Regions from separate parts of the Mus musculus genome. Here region 2 is linked to region 1. The links are chromatin contacts, called in public promoter capture Hi-C maps. All regions are on one chromosome and are shown on one strand. The core of a region is the stretch at or near the end of the contact, and the rest is flanking DNA. Distances in the headings are between cores, read along the strand shown. Region 1 holds the start of Fcrl1 (Fc receptor-like 1). Region 2 overlaps Gm40085 (predicted gene, 40085).

Region 1 (4,222 bases), core at 664-3,163:
CTCACCTGCCCTCTACTTAAACTTTGACCTCATTTTGAATCCCTAAAAACGGACTGGGGAGGTCAGTGTTTCTCTTATCCCTCCTAATATGGGCACATTGAATTAAAGTTCTTTTTCTGCTTTTTGCTTTATATGGTTGTTTTAAGTGACTTACTGAGGGTGAGTGGCTGCAGCTGACTAGCATTTTCTAACCAGGAATGTAGCAAAGCCAGCCCATCCCCCGATCTCTGAGAGACAATGGAATAGGGACTCTCTGGCTGAACCTGGCTTCATAGGCTTGTTGAGGAAGGAAAGAGATCCTATCTCAAAGGAATAAAGAGATTGTTTTCTGGAGTGAATATGAGCAATCATGGCTCAGAAACACAGATTCAGATTCTTTCTCCAAATACCATGCTCCAACAAGGTATCAATTTCATTAACTTTTTATAGGAACAGCAAAAAAACCGTAAAGTAACACACTTTCAAATGCATCAGGTAGGCGGGTTATAGCAGAGATGGGAAGCCTGATAGAATTGTTAGCTATTTTGTTGGTGAAACATTCTATTTGTACATTCCCAAAGGATTTACATGATGGTGACAAAAGGGGTTGGTTCATGTACAAAAGCAATCAGTAGGTTGTTATTAAGAGGGATAAAGATGCCCAAGATAATTTGCCCCTGGATTTGGAACATTCCAACCTCTCCACATCACTGAAGGTCTAGTCAGTCAATCAGCATTTGAGGCACGGTTTCTTTCCAGCAATTCTCATTCACAAGGTGAAGATTGTGATCCCAGGGTGTATGCCGACCCTAGAGTGCAGACAGCAACACCAGTGTGCAGTCTGCAATCCCTGGGTACAAACTCTGACCTCAAGGTGCAGATGGAAACCCCAGAGTGCAGACTGTGACCCCAGGGTGCAGACAGCAACCTCAGAGTGCAGACCGTGATCCCAAGGTGTATGTTGTGGCCCCATGTTTAATAACACACACACACTCACTCACTCAATGTTGAGATGATGCAAATAATGTAGAACAATTACTATGATTGCATTTGTATCAGTTTACCTTTGTCAAAAATCATCTTAATATTAGATGATAAAAGATTCAAGAAATGGGAAAAATAAAATAGTTTATTCCCCTGTAATCCATAATGAGACTCACATACAAGCTTCAGGTGACAGAGAAAGGGTGATATAGATGCTAAAGGAAGCAACAGCAGGAATTGCCTACCCTTGACTGGGGTAAGGGAAGAAGGGTGTCACACAAATACAAGAGTTAGTGATGACGGTGAGCCTTTTCCAGTACACAGAGGCTAATTGGTGCATATCCAAGTCTTCCATTTTATTCCAAACTCTTCCACTCTATGACTTCCTATGACTTTTTAAAAAGTGGCTCATGTCATTTATTGGAACATTGAAATTTTAAACATGGGGAAATATCTATATGAATGGCTGGACCCTATATAAATCAGAATATACAATAGCAGCAGACACGGAACATAACCTGCGAATACTCCCTTCCATTCCTGAGTCAGACACAGAGAGACCACAATAGGAGCTTGTGAGAAAGACAGTGCATTTGATCAGATAGTTAAATAGATATCCTTACCAAAGATGGCAGTGTGTGGTGTGAAATCTGGCAGGACTCAAGCTCAGTGAGACTCTTTAAAGCCTGGATCATCTACTGGAAACCCCTGAGATACATGAATATTCATATTTTAATAATAAAGTATTAATCAAAGTTATAAAATGAAAGCCCGCATCTCCTGATACCCAAAAGCTCCAAGTCATGAAATTGAGTCATGCCATAGGAAGGAGTGTCTTCCATTCTGGGGCCTTCCTGGAGGAAGAACTGAACACTGGACAAGGTTGCTTTGTTGTATTTCTGTAAACTCGTGCTGAAGGTTAACTTCCGACCACGACTTCCTCAAACCTCAGAGAAGCTGAGGGCAGTTATCTGTGACACCTCTGTGAGTAGTCTGGTTTTGCTTTTTTTTCTTTTGGTGAGAGGCACCTTCAAGTTACCATCCCCAGCCTGGTCCTCATGCTACCTTGGCTCCTGCTACTGATCTGTGGTAAGTTAGACAACTTGGAGTGGGGTCTGGGAACGGGGATCTTAAAAAGGATAGAGAATTCGACGACTAAGTTTCTGCCTGGTGATGCTCGTGGATTCATGTAGTCTGTCTCTCTGTCTCTGTCTCGTCTCTCTTTGTGTGTGTGTCTCTGTCTTTCTGTGTGTCTCTGTCTCTCTGTCTCTGTCTCTGTCTCTCTCTCTCTCTCACACACACACACACACTCACAAAATATAGGCAACAACTTGGTCCCTCAGTTCCTTTTTCTTCTATCAACACCACTTCCTTTTATTCACATGAGAACCTTAGTGTATCACCAGCCCTCCTCATTCCCCTGTGGCCACACTCTGGTTTCTCTGGTGTCACACACCAGAATGGCAAGATTATTCCTCCATTATTAATCATTACACTTGGAAGGCTTACTCATCACTGACACGGCACAGACTCTGCAGCTCATCACCACAACATGCCGGCGGATGCTCTTTCAACTCTCTCTCCCTCCTGCACTGCCAGATGATACACTTTAACTGTGTCCAAACAATGGGACTTTAAACAAAGGCTCACCTGGCACCTTATCATCACGTGACGTGGAAACCGAATCGCAGATGTTCTTCGCATCTGTTTTCCCACTCATGCGTGGGAGCCATTGTTTCAGGTCTTCTCGTTTCTCCTCAAACTTAATCCTTTTGGGCCCCATTTTATAACTTTGATTAATAATTTATTTTAGAAGTAATAATGGCAAAAAGAAAATTCTCCATTTTTCTACTCCCATGACTACCAACTACCTGTCTGCCTTCTTCTTGCTCTGTAAATACACCTTGTCATTCATTAACCTTCTCCTCCACTCAAATGTGTCTCCATTCCAACCTGTTCCCATACATGCACAGGCATGCTGGGAGAGCTTCCCTCCTCGTTCCCGCACTGTTTCTCTTTCTCCCTTCACTCTGTGCTGGCTTGGTTCACTCTGTGCTCTGTTCACTCTGCACTGGGACAGGGTTCACTCTGCGCTAGCTTGGCAACTTCACTTTGTCTCACTTCCCTGATTCTTTCTTTAAAACAAAACAAAACAAAACAAAACAAAACAAAACAAAACAAAACAAAACAAAACAAAACAAAACAAAACAAAACAAAACACCTTCATTTTTAGTTACCTGCCTTTCTTAAGCTCTTGAAACCTTTCCCCCAGATGTCAATCAAAGCTGGGAACATTTCTATCATATCAAAGATTGCTTCAAGCTCCCAATCTTGTCCCCTGAGCTCCTCTCGCATTCTTGACCCAGGCAAGTGTTCAATCGTTTCCTTTTTTGGTGAACTCACTTTAATCAACCTTTTATCCCCACCTCTCCCCAACCTCACCCACCACTTCACCTTCGCCTCACACAGAGGTCATTTCCGGTTCCTACTCCTTATCCTCTGGGGGCAGAGCGGTGGATGATCACTCCTGCAGGGTGCTTTTAACTTGGTTTCCAGAATGCTGTTTGTCTGTTTTCTTTCTGCTTCATATCTGCTGCCCTGCTGCTTCTTTGCTGGGTTGAATCTGTACTCAGCATGTTGGCAGCTTGGAACGGATGCCTAGACTTCACCTGTAGTTTCTTCTCCAAACGTACACACCTTTCTCATTTAACGTGACACTTTAAGTCTAAACGTAAGCTTATTTCACCAGCTTTGATTACTTAATAGCCAGTGGCTACCAGGTGGCTACTAGGTGGCAGCCAGGAATCCTAAACAGCTTTGTTTGATCTCTGTCTGTCATTTTGCCAGTACACCAAACTTACCCAATTCCCCCACAAACTATCTATCTCAAGAAATAGTATTACCATTTTTCTGGTTGCTCTGGGAAAAAAAACTTAGAAATAGTGCTTAATAACTCTCTGTGTGTGTGTGTGTGTGTGTGTGTGTGTGTGTGTGTGTGTGTGATGCTCTCTCTGTATGTGTGTGTGTCTCATGCTCTCTCTTCCTCTCCCTTCTTCACTCCCCATCCCTCTTCCTCTCTCTCCATCCCTATCCCTCTCTTCTACTTCGCTCTCCTCTCTGTCCTCCCCCTCCCTCTCCCTCCCTCCCTCCCTTCCTCTCATGCCTCTCTCATGCCCGCCCTCCTCATGGTTGCTGCTCTATGCCAGGAGGGCTCTGAGTGTCCAGACGGTCTGAAGCTTCAATACAACTTATTTCTCTG
Region 2 (4,222 bases), core at 1,148-3,647, 110 kb after region 1:
TTCTTTCCACATTTGGGGAAGTTTTTCTTCTATGATCTTGTTGAAGATCTGGCCTATGCCATCAACTTGGGATTTTTCTCATCTATGTCTATAATTTGAAGGTTTGGCTTTTTCATGGTGTCCTACATTTTCTTTGTGATATTTTCCTGTTCTGTTTTGTTTTGTTACCCTTTTATGTTTCTTGTTCATTTGGTCTAGATCCTCTACTTTATTTTGGAGAACTAATATTCTATCTTCTGCTTGATTCATTTGACTTGTAAAGTTCTACTGTGAATTTCTACAGTAGAACTTTAGCTATTATCTTTTTCTTTTTTATTTAATTTTTTTATTATTACATATTTTCCTCAATTACATTTAGAATGCTATCCCAAAAGTCCCCCATACCCTGCCCCCCACTTCCCTACCCACCCATTCCCATTTTTTGGCCCTGGCATTCCCCTGTACTGGGGCATATAAAGTTTGCGTGTCCAATGGGCCTCTCTTTCCAGTGGTGGCTGACTAAGCCATCTTTTGATACATATGCAGCTAGAGTCAAGAGCTCCGGGGTACTGGTTAGTTCATAATGTTGTTGCACCTACAGGGTTGCAGATCTCTTTAGCTCCTTGGATACTTTCTCTAGCTCCTCCATTGGGGGCCCTGTGCTCCATCCAATAGCTGACTGTGAGCATCCACTTATGTGTTTGCTAGGCCCCGGCCTAGTCTCACAAGAGACAGCTATATCAGGGTCCTTTCAGCCAACGCTTGCTAGTGTATGCAATGGTGTCATCCTTTGGAGGCTAATTATGGGATGGATCCCTGGATATGGCAGTCTCTAGATGGTCCATCCTTTTGTCTCAGCTCCAAACTTTGTCTCTGTAACTCCTTCCATGGGTGATTGTTTCCAATTCTAAGAAGGGGCAAAGTGTCCACACTTTGGTCTTCATTCTTCTTCAGTTTCATGTGTTTTGCAAATTGTATCTTTTTCAATTCTATCTTCATTTCAGCTTGAGTCTTCCTCAATATTTCTATCTCCTGATTGAATTCTGTTCTCAAGCCTTGGATTATCTTTATCATTTCCATCAGCCTTATGCTTTCTTGAAACCACCAGTTTGTGGTTTCTTGGACATCAGTCAAACAATTATTTTTCTTAAGCTCTTTGTTCTTGATTTCAGCAAGCTGGTTCTTTGTTTTATCTTTAAACTCCTTGTGCTCTTTGAGGAAGTTTATAATGGTTCTTTCAAATTCTGTGTTCTGAGGTTCATCTAGGTAATTCTCATTGTTAAACATTTCTACAAAACGGGTACATTTTAGAGAGAAGATGGTGGTTTGATTCTTCATACTGTTATTATTGCAATGAGTAGAGCATGTGAACTTCCTTTGTTAGTTCAAGTTTCCTATGGACAGAAAATGTTGGGGTGGAAGGGAAGATGTGGGTGCAGGTTGGATCTAGATGTTAGAAATGGCTTAGTGGAATTGAAGTCAGGTAGACAGAGGGAACTGGGATGGCATAGAAGATGTGTTTCCTGTTCCAATCATGGAGTGATGGGTAGAAAGGTTAGATATGGCATGGTAGAGTCCTATAGTTTGGGGATATGTAGTGAGAGGATCCTGCCTAGGGATCTTTTACAGTGAAGGCAGGGTATGTCGGTGGGAAGGTTAAGAGATCAAGGCGAAATCCTCTGGACTGTGGAAAGGGTATAAATGGGAGGTCAGGGATACACACTAGGCTAGACCCTTGAGGAAGACATGGGAAATCTGGATATTTGGGGAAGCCTCATCTTCACAAAGATGGGATATCTTTTGAGGTTGTAGAGTTGGCCCAACAAAGAACTGGGGACAGGGGCTTTGGGTAGGTCAGATTTCAGCAGAAACCTAGAGCTTGGCTGTGGTATAGATTGTTTAGTCAGAGTAGGCCAAGGCACAGAATGTGAGACCCAGGCTAGAGCCTGGAGGAGGACATGGAAAGTCTGGGTGCCTAATGGGGTAGTGTGGAAAAGACTTATAGTGGATCTATTCAGTTTCAGGTAGCACAAATTTTGATAGAAGCCTAGATGTTAGCTACAGTGCAAGCAAGAGTCTCTAGTCTTCCATTTTCTTTTTTTTTTTCCAAGCCCAATGCCCTGAAGACAACATTGTATGTAACTATAGTTCAAGACCAGAGGCTGGCTCCTGTTCAATGTACCAGGTTAAGCCACTTACCAAAGAAAGCAAAGAAAAGTAAGATGAGAGGCAAGAAAATATTTTATCAAAACAGTTGTTTAGAGAGGCACAAAACACTGGAGCCCACCTTCATGGTCCTGGCATGAGTTTTAACATTAAATAGAGGAAGAATTGAGGCAGTGATGAGAAGCACATATAAGTAAGCCATCTTGGTCCAAGAGTGTTCCAGTTACTCATTCTCTACAGTCTGATTCAGCCATGTGGCCCAAAGAAGTCCTTCTTGCTAAGGGAGCAGTCTTGTTCCCCATGAGATGATTGCTCCTACTTAGGCTATCTCATGATGGAATGATTTGTTTGTAGGTTCTGATGTGTCTGGAATACAAGATGAACACAGATTTAGAATCTTGATGAGGGTGTGGCAGCATTCTTTGATTACACACATCTTTGTTTCTTTAGCCTTGAAGAGAACTGAGAGTATTATCATTTTTGAGACAGTTTTAAGCCTGCCTTCTGACTGGTGATTCTCCAGCCTCAGCCTCCCATGTCTAGAATTATAGCAATGCATCACACGGCTGCTCAGACAGATGTTCCTTCGGTAATTAGCATGCCCAAGTTAACTGTCCAGTTAAGCATAAAGTTTGAAGGAACGGGGTCGGGGGTGGGGAACAATAAAAACTGAAGTCCCAAAAGCTAGACTTTCACTCAGCTCTGAGTCACCTTACAGGCCCCAGAGAGGAGTTGGTGCTTTTCATTAAGAGCAATGTCTAAGAGCCTGTTATAGATTCCCTTTAATATATTTCACCTGCTAAAGAGCATCCAGAAATGGAATGGTCTCCATTCTGTCACAAAAGCTCCCTATTTTAAATGACGCTGAAGAGCTCACTGATCATTCCACAGCCCTATTTCACAAATGTGCTCTATCCAGTCCACTAAGCTGCATGAAACTCACTGGATGTTCATTGCTGGCTGGGGTTCTTTGTAATACGAGTCAAAGCCTTCCTACCATTCAGCTCATTAGCTCTTACTATTTTGTTTCTTTTCTTTTTGAAAACTTCATACAAGAATACATTCTTGTGTGTTGAGCATTCATTCCCCCACCCCCACCCTCTGACTCAGTGCTTCTTTCTCACCAGTCCCCTGATAGTTTCATTTCTCCTTTCACAACACACACACAGACACACACATACACACAATGTGGTTCAGTGACAGAATGCTAAACGAAACCAACCACATCATATTTGCATAGGATCTTTTAGTTCTAGAAACTGTTTGTTCTTTTATAAAGAGGGTTTTCATTGAGTTTCCTGAATCTGAAGGCTGAGAGTCTTTTCACTGGGAGCTGGAAACTCCTCACATACAAGAGTCACATTTGTTCCTTTGAGCCTGTGTCTTACTCCACAATACATACTCTCCTGAAGGTGGTCACCTCCTCTGGTTTTTAGGGTTTGCTAAGAACCATTATGAAATAATTCCCAGTGTGTTAACATTTCTTCTAGGCTCTGCCCCACAGTTACCAGGCAACAGCCAGGTATGTCTGACTCATTATAAAAGGGGCTACTTGCCCCCTCCTCACTCTCTTGCTCTCTTACTCTCTTGCTCTCTAACCCTCTTCCCTCTCTGTCCCTTCTCTCCCCATTCCCCTCCCCCATCTCTCCACATGTTTATGGCTGGCTTCTTCTCTTCTACTCCTCTATTCTCTCTCCCTCTCTCTCTCTCTCTCTCTCTCTCTCTCTCTCTCTCTCTCTCTCTCTCTCTCTCCCTCCCTCCCTCCAACCCTCCCTCCCTCCCTTCTCAACTCTCAACTCTCTCTCAACTCCCCTCCCCATGCCCTAAAATAAACTCTACTCTATACTATATCCATCGTGTGACTGGTCTCTCAGGGGGACGGGATGCCTCAGCATGGGCCCACAGAGGCACCCCCTTCCCAGCACCATACTGTGCCTCTACCAAACATATCCCTGACTTCTTTTTCTTTTCTTTTTTTTTTTTTTTTTTTTTTTTAATGAAACACAACACCCAGGGCCAGGCAGCGTGTCAGAGAGGAGGAAGAATCAATACCCAGGAATGATAAGGAGGTTTTCTG

The links. Promoter capture Hi-C pulls out the DNA fragments that hold promoters and counts their contacts.
Region 2: a promoter capture Hi-C map of macrophages shows a contact between it and region 1, with 5 read pairs. The contact joins the enhancer-like site here to the promoter of Fcrl1 in region 1. A contact is called at or near these places in 18 of 39 promoter capture datasets (the 3T3-L1 cell line, 3T3-L1-derived adipocytes, the C10 cell line and 13 more), 2 of 15 datasets of contacts at CTCF or cohesin (CD8 T cells and large pre-B cells), 3 of 484 Hi-C or Micro-C datasets (B cells, LSK cells and bone marrow-derived macrophages), 7 of 115 datasets of contacts at active chromatin or transcription factors (the 230-238 cell line, CD8 T cells, bone marrow-derived macrophages and 2 more) and 4 of 9 other capture datasets (adipose tissue, bone marrow-derived macrophages, liver and 1 more).

What each region holds. Positions count from the first base shown.
Region 1 is chr3:87,374,474-87,378,695 of GRCm38.p6, forward strand. It overlaps Fcrl1 (Fc receptor-like 1), which reads left to right and starts at 1,914. Exons shown (of 10, transcript NM_178165.4): 1 at 1,914-2,052. The coding sequence starts at 2,022. It overlaps Gm31940 (a long non-coding RNA gene), which reads right to left and starts at 3,130. Exons shown (of 3, transcript XR_867410.3): 1 at 2,614-3,130; 2 at 1,587-1,671.
Region 2 is chr3:87,484,819-87,489,040 of GRCm38.p6, forward strand. Gm40085 (predicted gene, 40085) reads right to left here. Exons shown (of 2, transcript NR_168327.1): 2 at 2,203-2,511. It also overlaps a transcript of Fcrl5 not described here. Among named protein-coding and RNA genes, the nearest start is that of Gm40085, 26 kb to the right of the region's middle. Within about 2 kb of position 2,398, at least 52 of the 459 cell types and tissues checked have an H3K27ac peak or open chromatin away from gene starts, as enhancers often do. A contact at or near this core is called in the 230-238 cell line, B cells, CD8 T cells and 2 more, where this site is marked.